Linked DNA regions of Rattus norvegicus: all the other regions are linked to region 1. Evidence: chromatin contacts called from public Hi-C data. All regions are on one chromosome and are shown on one strand. Each heading gives the region's core, a stretch centred on a gene start, on an enhancer-like site or on the middle of the called end of the contact. The rest is flanking DNA. Distances are from core to core; before and after follow the strand shown.

Region 1 (3,783 bases), core at 958-3,457:
GCTCATTATTTATTGCTGGACTATCTCACATGACTCTCAGGCTCCATCTCTGTCACCCCAGTCAGAGTTTCACTTGGGTTGGTTATTTTTAGAACAGTGTGACCCATTGGGGATCGTTACACCCAGTTCCCTAGTTTCAGAAAAGGGCCAGGTGACTCAGGATTTCCCATACTAGTTAAGGCCACACACATCCTACCAGAGTTGATTTGAATGTCAGCTTCAGGTAGCTGGACCAAGGAACCCTCTATTGCCTCCACCTTCCTCCCTAATGGCTTCTGCAAGGTGCCTAGCTGGCCTCTGCAAAATGACCTCTTAGGCATTGTGGATGCAGGCCAATTTTACCTTAGAAGCAGGGGCAATCCCCATGAATCTTTGCAAGTTGGTCTTTGCAAACTCAGAAACAGGCTTAGAAGGTTTTGTGTCTTTATCGGCTCTTAGACACTCACAGATGTGCACGGAGCTTGAGACAACACACACTGTTGTGAAAATTAGTAGCACATGGTGTAAAGCCCTGCTTCTACCTTTCGGGACCGCATACTGAACTTCATTCACATTGGTGCCTCCTTAGAGGAAGGCATTAGAAATGATTAGATATGGTGCTGAGTGTTGGAGGATTCTGCCTTTGGTCAGTCTGAGATTGGCCCATTTTGCTCTGTGGAGGGTGGCTTTGTTTTTCTCCAGATGTGGTTCCAAGGACATGTGATTTATACAGGTATACATAGTGCAATATCAAGAGGGCTCCAGATGTGCACTGCACTTGCGCTCTCTCTCTCTCTCTCTCTCTCTCTCTCTCTCTCTCTCTCTCTCTTTCTCTCTCTCTCTCTCTCTGTCTCTGTCTTCCCCCTTTCTTTCTTATTTTACTGTTTGATTGTTTCATACATTTCTATAATGAATAGGATTTCAGGGACTCTACAATGTGTGTGTGTGTGTGTGTGTGTGTGTGTGTGTGTGTGTGTGTGTGAGTGTGAGTGTGTGTGTGTGTGGGGGGTTCATATCTCTTCAAACTAGTCCTGCACAATGAATGGTATAACAATGGATGGTAAAATTCAGGTTGCTAATCCTCAATTTTAACCTTTTGGTTATCAACATGAAATAACATGTATAAATACCATGAGGGGTTAAGAGGTCATGGAGAGAGGAAAATAAAGGACATTTTTGGATAATTACTGCCACTTTGGCAGTCTCCTCCTATAAGAAAACACATGCTTTTATTTTATTTTTTTTATAGAGCACCACAAATAATGTTAGCATCCCTCTCTTTAAGACCTTAGTATTTAATTTCTCAAGTTCTCCTATTCAAATAGGGTTGGTTTTTTTTTTTTTAACATTCTGGCTATTTTTTGAGTCACTCTTCCTGTCTAACCATGTTTCTTTCAAATGCGACGTTATTTTAATTTGTCATGTTTAATTTACCAGGAACCATATTAGTTTGTTTAGTCTGCCATAGCAATGTATTTTAGCACCCTGGGTGGCTTACACAACAGGAATGTATTTCTTCGCTGTTTTGGAAGGCGGAAGTGCCAGAGCTATTATTGTCTTCTGAAGCTCTTCTCTGGTATTGCTGGGACCTATATTGACCTTCTTCGACACGCCCATCCGTCCACCACTCCTGCATGTACACAGTGGTTCCTCTTCTCCTTCAAGCCAATTGTATTGTGTCTTACCAATCTGACCTCTCTTAATCTTAACTACCTTTTAAAGTCCCTATCTTCAAGCACAGTCATAGGCTTGGGGTTAAAGCTTCGACAAACAAATACAGATAGAATTCAGCTCCTACAGAGGACTTACGTTCCCTCTCTTTTTGTGGTGGCCTTGATGTAGTAGCTAGTACTAATTTTTTGTGAGCTTATTTATTCATTAATTTAATAAATACTTGCTGAATATTTAATAAATCCCAATTACTGGAATAGGTACTGAAGATACAATGCCAAAGAAGGCAGGTAGGTTCCTGTCAGGGAATTAGGTACTGCTGGGAGAGATAGGGCCAAAATAAAACAATTACAGACTGAAAAGTACAAGAACAAAAATACACAGTACTTTGGTAGTAAATTAAGTGGCTAATGTTTTGAATAAGATTGTCAGGGAGGCTCTCTGAGGAGACAGTTCTCCTAGATTATGCAGAGAACAATTCCTTAACACAGAGTGATGGAACAGGAAGTAGCAAGTGCAAAGGTTCAGAAGTAGTAACACGCTCAACGAGTTGCTGCTGGTGACTAAGTGACCTTGTAACTCGTACATCTTTTTATGAGTATGGAATGAAATTGGCAGGAACAAGCCACACAGGGCCTCCTCAGCCTTTAGAATCTATTCTGAATGTGATGCAAAGTTTCCAAAGTAAGTGGTGTGTGTGTGTGACATTCTGTAGTGTGACAGAGTGATAGGAGGATATGGGTACCTAAGTGCCACAGGTGTCTACTGTTCATGCACTTTTATCAGGCAGGACTGGATGGGCAAAGGCTGCCCCCTGCTGTCCGTGTCCCTTTAAACTCATTTGAGGATCTAAAGTTCTCTCTCTCTCTCTCTCTCTCTCTCTCTCTCTCTCTCTCTCTCTCTCTCTCACACACACACACACACACACACACACACATACACACATTTAAAATCTGGATTCTGTTTACATTTGTCTTTTTGAACTTGGCTTTTGGCTTAGTTCACTTAATATGATCACTTAGTTCATTTTCCTACAAATGACACAATTTCATTCTTCTTTTATGGTTGAATAAAACTCCACTGTGTAGATGTGCAACTTTCTCTTTTATCCGGCAGGTTTGTCAATGAACAGAGAGGTTGACTCCATGTCTAGCTTATTGTGGATATTGTAGGAGTACACGTGGGTGTTCAGGTGTGAATAGTGTAGTAACACACATAGATGTGCAGGTGTGAATAATGTAGTAATACCCACGAATGTGCAGATTTCGATAGTGTCGGGATACACATGGATGTGCAGGTATCAACAGTATAGTAATACACATGGATGTGCAGGTGTGACTAGTGTTGGAGTACACGTGGATGTGCAGTGTGGGTAGTGTAGGGATACACATGGATGTGCAGGTGTGGATAGTACAGTAATACATATGAATGTGCAAGTGGGGATAGTAGAGTAATACACATTGATGTTCAGGTGTCAATAGTACAGTAATACATATGGACAAGCAAGTGTCAATACTGTAGGAATACACATGGATGTGCAGTTGTGGAGAGTATAGAAATATACATGGATGTGATGTATGTGCAGGTATTTCTATAGTTCGCTGATTTGTATTTCCTCTGGTATATAGTCAGGAATGGGATAGCCGGATCATGTGTTGATTCTGTTGTTAGCTTGCGGACTCTCCACAAGTTCCTGTACTAGTGTACATGCCCATTAACAGTCTGTATGTGTTCCCGCCCAAGTCCTGACAACACGAAGTGCCAAAATCCTCCAATCATGTTTCCAAATACACACAAATATTTTCCTTAATGAGAAAAATGGGCAGAAAGGCACTTTGAGCCAGTTGGATGAGTATTTTCTGGGAAGCAAGTTAAAAATGACATAAAATGATTTTTTAAGAGCAATTTTTTTCTGAAAGATTATATGTGCTCCTAACAGAAACAATATTCAGGAAATAGAGAAGAGAAAAAGAAGCACCAACAACTATTCTAGAACTTGCTATTTAAGATGAAAAGTGTAAGTTAATGCATGATGAACACTGCTTTGGCAACTGTGCACATGTGTCATCTGAAATACATTCAGTGTAAACCCTTCTGTAGTTAAAATATTACAGTTTAAAAGTTGTTTTAATT
Region 2 (3,783 bases), core at 914-3,413, 230 kb before region 1:
GGCATCTTGGCTCTACACTTTGCTTCGGGAACTTTGCCCAGGTCACTGTGACTCTTCTACACAAACAGCTCCGAGATGCTTTCTCTCAACCCAGCTCTGGAGAAAGGAGGAAAGCAGGCAGTGCACTGGGGAAAGTGTGAGCAGACTGTCTTGGCACCCTCACCAGTGTTCTCAGGGAAGACCCTTCAGTGTCTGTGGAGGAACCCATTGTTTCTCTCTTGCTTTCTTCAAAACCGAAAGGAGTCAGTACTCGGTGCTCATGGAGACTGCTGGCAGAAGGTTCCAGCAAGGTTTTGTCTCAGGAGATGCATCCACAGAAGGGTCAGGTGGAATGTCCAGAGGTCCAACTGGGGTCCATGTTCTCCATTCTACTTGAAAGCATGGCTCCTATAAGACTTTCCAGAAACTCGAGTGAAGCTTAACTTGGTCTAAGGCTTGTGAATTCTGCCATACATCATATGTAAATACTGTATATTATTAAATATTGGCTATTTACATTTATATACCCTTTTGTCTCCTTTATCTTGGGGGTGGGGAGAGAGAAGGTGACTCTTTTACAAAACACCTCTGTGAGTTATCTGTAACCACACACCACACCGAGTGGCTTGCAACAGCATTGATTATCTATCTCATAGTGTTTGGAGGGCAGTAATCCCAACGTGACCTCGCTGGGTCTTCTGGCTTAGGGCGGCTTACAGGACTGAAACTAAGGTGTAGGCCGGGGAAGGAGTCACCTCAGGTGCAGCTGTAGAGAGAGCTGCTTCCACTTGGTTCACATGGTTGTTGGCAGGAGTTGGCCAGTTGGTTGTTGCTGGCAGTTGGCCAGAAGTGAGCCACAGCCATGATAGCCAGGATGGCCAGGCCACCCCATGATAGCTCCTCCTGTCATCAGAATGAGCAAGGCAGAGAGGCACCAAAGAGATCAAACGAGAGAAATTATAATCAAATTGAGAAGTGGTACCCATTTGCCTTGTGCATTGTGTTCATAATAAGACAGCATCTATCGGAGTCGCTTATGGCATAGCGGTCAACTGGGATGCTCCTCAGAGAGGATCAGCTAATACAAAAGACAGGTTTGTGGTTAGCAGGGGCACAGAAGTCAGGAGGGGAGGGATCAATGAGATCATTCTAGAATTGTTTACCATTGTAACTGAGTTCTTTGGTAATGGAACTGGGCAGTGAGACAAAACTGTGTTCACTGACTAGAGTTGGCGTCAGATGATTGACAGCTGAAATGCAAATTCTGTGTCTGTACCCAAGACAACTGAATGGAACCCCCTGAAGCCCAACTCCCTATCTCTCACAAACACCCCCCAGCCATTCGAGTGCATAGCGAAGCATGAAAAATATTCTAGGACAGCTCCTAGACAGTGTGTGAATTGCTCGGTGAGCAAGCCGACCATGAACTTTTCGTTCCTGCTCCTCCTAATTCTGGTTTAGTGAGTCACATGTTTCAGGAGCACGAAGTTTGAGAGAGCAATTCAGGGATCACAAGGTGGGAGGTTCATTCTTGCTCTGAGCAGTGTAACATGTGAGGAGGTCTGGCCATCAGCCTCTTCACCTGCACATAGCTGCTTAGATTTAACTAACCAACTGGATCACATGCCTTTGTGTTTGGACTTTTCAGATGACTAGAGGTTGTCTGTGTGGTGGGGGTGGGAACGGATGGTATACTGAGTCACCATTACATCTAGTCACCAAGGTTATAGTTGTATCAACATACATACACACACACACACACACTATATATATATATATATATGTATATATATATAACACAATACACATATATATACTTATATATATGTATTTATATATACACATATACACACACACTATATATACATACATATATACATACATATACATACACACACACATACACATATATATATATACACACACACACACATATATGTTTCTTGGTGGGGGGAAGAAATTCAATCCTTGTTGGCTCTTCTCTCCTCTAGAGTGTTCCTCCCCAGAGAGGAAATGGAATTCTTCGATCTGCTCCTGTGTAAAAATGATGCAATTCTGCCCCCAGTACAAGCTGTAAAATCTAAGGAAACAGGGAGGAATGTTGTGGTTGAGGCTGGCTGGCCTAATCTCCCATGCAGAGTCCTTGCAAAAACATTCCTGAGGGATGGTCAAGGCCCTTGAGTTCCAGAGCAGTTACACATCTTATATTTGAAGAAAGCTCTCTCGGCCTGGAAGCCAAGCCCTAGCCATTGCCCATCTGACTCAAGTTACAATCTCTCCCCTTTTCTGCTGATGGCTCACTATCCTCTGGCCCGAGCTGCTGCTGTCTCCAAACTGCTCAGGCTTTTGATGTTGGTCATGGGGATGAAGACTGCTATGGAATCTTACTGTAATTAGTGTAAGTTGATGTTATCCTTTAAGCCCTACTAAGATTGGTTCCCTCAGCAGCTATAGCGGATTCTTCATTTCGAGCTCTGTAGTCATTTACAAGGAACTTCCGGCCCATCAGATCTTCCTCATGTGTACATGAAACATGCATTTGCACCTGTGTACATGAAGGGGCATTATGGGGATTTTATATTTCATTGTAAGTTTTAGCTAAAGTGTTCTGTGCATTTTGATTTATCCGATAAATTTGCCTGTAACCAGGTCAGATATAAATGATCACTGTGTTTCATAATAAATAATACCATTACACATTATATAAAGACAGGAGCCAGGCCTTTTTTTTTAAATAACTAAGACATTCTACCAGATAATTATAATATATATATATGTATATATATATATATATATTATAAGTCACTTGTTAAAACAGTTGTGAGATGTCCGTAGGAAGCCTTAAGCAAGATGGGTAGTTTCTTTTAGAATGGTGTTGATTGTCTTTTATCTTTATATTTCCCCCATTATCCACAGACATCAGAAGGGAGCAGGCTTGACCTGTGTTTTTCACAGCCATGGCTTAGGTATCCTAGCCTACTTCCCAGAACTTTCGTGGGCTGCCTGACTCCCAGCTCCTCGTCTCTTATCAGTGGCACTTTCAGGAGGACCACTTCCCCGTCCAACATCCTGAAACCAACTACCACTCTTGGGGCTTCTCTTATGCAGGCAATGTGTTTATCTTGATACAGACATTTGTATATGCACATGTGTGTGTTTATACACATATGCGTGTGTTTGTGTCTGTGTCTGTGTGTGCTTGTGCTAACTGGATGTAATGTCATTCATTTGTTTATTTGGGGAGGGAATGGGCAGGGGTGAAGGGAGAAAAATGGAACAGATCACCAGGGAATGGGAACCTTTGATTCCATGTTTATGGCAGGGAGACTCTGCAGCTCAGAGCTCTGACCTCTGAGGTCAGTCCCCTGACTGCTCCTTTCCCACGGAGTTCTTTCTGTCCTTGTCCTGCATGACCAGGTTTGGAGATGTCATCTGTGGGATGAGATCAGATTTTCATATGCCCTGATTTTGTTCTTCTTTCTATGGCTGAGTAAGCGAAGAGACAGAAGGTAATTTTCCTCCCAGGCACACAGGTAGTGGCAACACACAGCAGTGCTCCAAGGGTTCTGATGCGAGACTAGGTTGGGGGAATGAGAAGGGTTTCTGCCCTCCGGAGCCCCCTTCATAGTGTGTAACTGTGTCTCACAAGCACCTGAGCCTGAGTTTATCACCACATACAACACTAGAAGAGTCGTTTATCAAGCTATTTATACCTATTCAGTTTGGGGGTTTTGGCTGGCCCTTCTTTCCTCTTTCCCTTCATTTCCTTTGCTTATATAAATTAATTCTATAAAGGATGACTGG
Region 3 (3,783 bases), core at 657-3,156, 170 kb before region 1:
GCCTACATGTGAGAGTGAGGCCTGACCTGGCCACTAGGCTGTGGAATGGTGCCTGGGACTGGCTCACGACAGGCACTCTGTCTTCCACACTTCAGGGCATAGAGTGCCCTGTGAGAAGGGACAGACCTGGGAGACTCTGACCATTGATGGCCTCCCCATCCAATCCGACATCCATCCTAAAAATGTCAGGCACCTTCACTGTCTCCTGTATGCCAATGTTTTATTAGAAGGTATTAATTGTGCAAGGTAATGGATTTCATTGAGATTTTGCTGCATCTCTACGTTTTGCCTTGGGAAGAGATATGTGGGGGCAGGAGAAAGGGCAGAGCTGGGGTCAGCATGTGAAGCTTTTAGTTAGATGACGTTATGATCCACACCTGAAATCCCAGAACCTTGAAGGCCAAGGAAGGAGGATTGGGAGTTAAAGGCAAGTGAGAACTTGTCATTGACAACAAACGGCGAAAGACAACATGGCTGCCTATGTGGTGGCTCATGCCCGTAGTCCCACTACTTGGGAGGATGAGGCAGGAGGAGGATAGACGTAAGTTTCAGGCTAGCCTAGGCATGATTGAGGTTCTCTCTCAAAGAGCCAAGAGCCAAGCAAATAAAGACCCAAGTCTCCTAACCAAACTAGAGCAGTGGAAGTGTTTGCCACAGAAGCAAACAAAGTTGCTTAGCACGAGCGGGATTTATAGAGTAATTCTGAGTTACAGCCTTTCCTTCTCCTACAGACCAACTCCAACAAAAGAGAAAGCTGCTATATCCAACACATATACTCACATATATACAGTCACACGAAGACATAGAGGCACACACATGTACAGTCACATACGCACACTCACACATAGACACGTGTGCATACAGACACACCCTCACATACACACACACAGATACATGTACATACATGTACACATAGTCACACACACAGAGACAAACATATTCACATACATATTGTCATACAGTAGAGACACACATACACACAGACCTACACAGAAACACATACAGACATACAGACACACATATCCATACACACAGAGACACACATACATGCACACACATATACACAGACATACAGGAACACATACCTAGAGAGATAGACATACACAGACATACACATATACATACACACATATACATACATACACATAGACACACATAGACATACATACAGAGACACAGATACACACGCAATTTTAAGGACTTGACTAACACTATTGTAAAACTGGCAAATTCAAAATCTAAAGAGTGAGTAGGAGGTGGAGATTTGGGGAAAGGTTGGTCTTATCATTTGGGTGGAAAGCAGCCTGCTGGTGAATTTTTTTCTTTAAGGTACCTGGGTCTGTCTGTCTATCATCTTCCCTGCCTGATCTATTTATCATCTACCTATTAACACCTTCAAATGATTAGATGAGGCCTGCCAGTATTAAATAGATAGTGTCTGCCCACAGAGATAGTAATCTGCTTTAATTAGAAACCTATTGATTTTAAATTTTAATTTCACCTAAGAGAGAATACCTTCATAACCTCATCCAGAAACATTTAACTAAATATCTGGGTATTGTGGCCTGCCCAGTAGGTACAAATTAACCACTGGAGTATACAGATGTACACATAGAACTTACAGCAGGGCACATGCTGTGGGCCAGGCACTGCTCTCTTATTGAATAAGTCCTAGCTGTGATTGCAGTACAGTACCCACCAGTCAACCAAAATAAATGGTGGTTTCCAACACAGAAGGCTACTGTGAACAGAGATAAAGGGGGTGTGAGCAGTGTAGGTAACACAGGCAGGAAGGGTCAGAAAAGCACTCGGGCAATTATTTAATCTCCCCCCGTGTCATACAGAGTTAAAAATAGGGCTTACTTCATTCACAGAGTGCTTAACAAATATTTGTCAACTGAGTCAACGTTGAACAAATCACCAAGGCTGTCTTCAGAGCGGCAGGAGACAGTCTACCGAAAGCCCCTCACACGGTGCCTGATTAGTGATGGGACTTCCTCCTGAACCCTATAGACACAGGGCTATACATAGACATTCTGGGATGCACCTCACAGGGATCCCCAGTACAGTGTGGCCCCCCAGGAAGCTCTTGTTTCTAAAGGTAGTGACTGGACATCAGTCTCCCAGGCCTGAGTCAAGGCCTGTTTTTTTTTTTTTTTTTTTTTTTTTTTTTTTTGCTTACTTCTCAGCAGCATCCTGGGGCAGCCAGTTCTCTGCGGCTCCCAGAATGTTGTACTTGGAGCCCTGGCTATAATGAGTCTTGGCACAGAGACATCTCTGAAGAACCAGGTAATGTGGTCTGGAGCCGGCTGAGTCCCTACCTCTGTGCCAGCATGCCCTGCCAGCAGCTCTGCTAGAGTCCACTCACTGCCTCTCAGAAGAGAATAGCTGCCTTCTCTCCCTAAACCCGTACCTCCCTAGGGGCACCATCAATTAGGCTAATCAGTCCCTGCTCTCCTAAAACAAACTGCACCATTGATGGGATTAATCTGAGCACAAGGACAACAGGGATACTAGAAGTCATTAATAGCTCATTCATCCTTCAACGAGAGTTGATGTTGTGTTAATAGGAGAAGCTCAGTTCTGACACGGAACAATAGTGTGACCTTTGGTCAACTTTTCCCATCCCTCTTATGACCGAGCATCTTCACCTGTGCCATGGGTGTGGTTTTAAAGGAAAGAGCGCTGAACTGTATAAACGCCGTTCCTGGCTTTGTGAAGTTTGTGTAGTTTTGAGCACAGAAGACGACCAATGAGCGGATGAAGAAGTTTAGAGACTCACAGATTCGATGACACACTCTCTGACGAGTATTATAAAAATATAAGCCAAGGGTGTGCTGTGTATAGGGGACAGATATCTGAGGGAAGCAGTGATAGTCGTGCTGAACGTGAGGGCGGGAGGGGTGTGAAAGAAGGAATAGGGATAAGGACATACATGTGTGAAATCTTTGACACACAAAGAACATGGAATAGTCAGGCATGAGGATGGGAAAGGTTAACGTGGCTAGAGCAGAGAGGGAAAGCCAGCAGACAGTAGCTCTTACACAGTGCCCACTCCAGATCATGCACCACCCTGACTGGTCTCTACGGTTCCTTATCCGATCATCCCAGCAACCGTAGGACACAGTGCAGCCTAGATCAGATCATGCACACATCTCACATTTCTTTCCTTCTCTCTTTCCTTCCTTTCTTCCTTCCTTCCTTCCTTCCTTCCTTCCTTCCTTCCTTTCTTTCTTTCTTCCTTTCTTTCTTTCTCTCTTTCTTTCTTTCTTTCTTTCTTTCTTTCTTTCTTTCTCTCTTAGTGGATAATTTTTATTTACATTTCAAATACTATACCCTTTCCTGGTTTCCCTGTCCATAAGCCCACCTATCCCATTCTTCCTCCCACTTCTTCTATGAGGGTGTTCCTCCACCCAACAACCCACCCCTTCCCACCTCCCTGCCCTGACCTTCCCTTACACTGGGGGGTCCAGCCTTGGCAGGACCAAGGGCTTCTCCTCCCATTGGTGCCCAACAAGGCCATCCTCTGCTACATATGCAGCTGGAGCCATGGGTCTGTCCATGGGTCTGTCCTTTGGGTGGTTTCTTAAGCACAAATTCTCAACCTGGAGTTTTTGATGCTTGAAAAGACGGCCTCAATAGACTTTCTAGGCTTATTTTCTTTAGCTATTATATTACTGTACAGTGGGAGTAATTTTTATTATACAAGCCGTATACATTTCCCTTGGAATAATGTGGGAAATTTGAAGTTTCCTTTTACCGTTGTCTCCGGATTCCATGTCT

The links. Hi-C and Micro-C count contacts between places; a contact is called where the count stands out from the background.
Region 2: a Hi-C map of the A7r5 cell line shows a contact between it and region 1, with 18 times the contacts expected there. The contact joins two enhancer-like sites. A contact is called at or near these places in 10 of 12 Hi-C or Micro-C datasets (the A7r5 cell line, Schwann cells, frontal cortex and 6 more) and 1 of 1 datasets of contacts at active chromatin or transcription factors (oligodendrocytes).
Region 3: a Hi-C map of the A7r5 cell line shows a contact between it and region 1, with 7 times the contacts expected there. The contact joins two enhancer-like sites. A contact is called at or near these places in 6 of 12 Hi-C or Micro-C datasets (the A7r5 cell line, Schwann cells, frontal cortex and 3 more).

The regions. Positions count from the first base shown.
Region 1 is chr18:57,973,069-57,976,851 of GRCr8, forward strand. No RefSeq gene overlaps it. Among named protein-coding and RNA genes, the nearest start is that of Adrb2, 60 kb to the left of the region's middle. Within about 2 kb of position 2,208, at least 2 of the 93 cell types and tissues checked have an H3K27ac peak or open chromatin away from gene starts, as enhancers often do. A contact at or near this core is called in the A7r5 cell line, where this site is marked.
Region 2 is chr18:57,747,233-57,751,015 of GRCr8, forward strand. Sh3tc2 (SH3 domain and tetratricopeptide repeats 2) reads left to right here. Exons shown (of 17, transcript NM_001427096.1): 17 at 1-503. Among named protein-coding and RNA genes, the nearest start is that of Sh3tc2, 62 kb to the left of the region's middle. Within about 2 kb of position 2,164, at least 12 of the 93 cell types and tissues checked have an H3K27ac peak or open chromatin away from gene starts, as enhancers often do. A contact at or near this core is called in the A7r5 cell line, where this site is marked.
Region 3 is chr18:57,804,790-57,808,572 of GRCr8, forward strand. No RefSeq gene overlaps it. Among named protein-coding and RNA genes, the nearest start is that of Adrb2, 110 kb to the right of the region's middle. Within about 2 kb of position 1,907, at least 6 of the 93 cell types and tissues checked have an H3K27ac peak or open chromatin away from gene starts, as enhancers often do. A contact at or near this core is called in the A7r5 cell line, where this site is marked.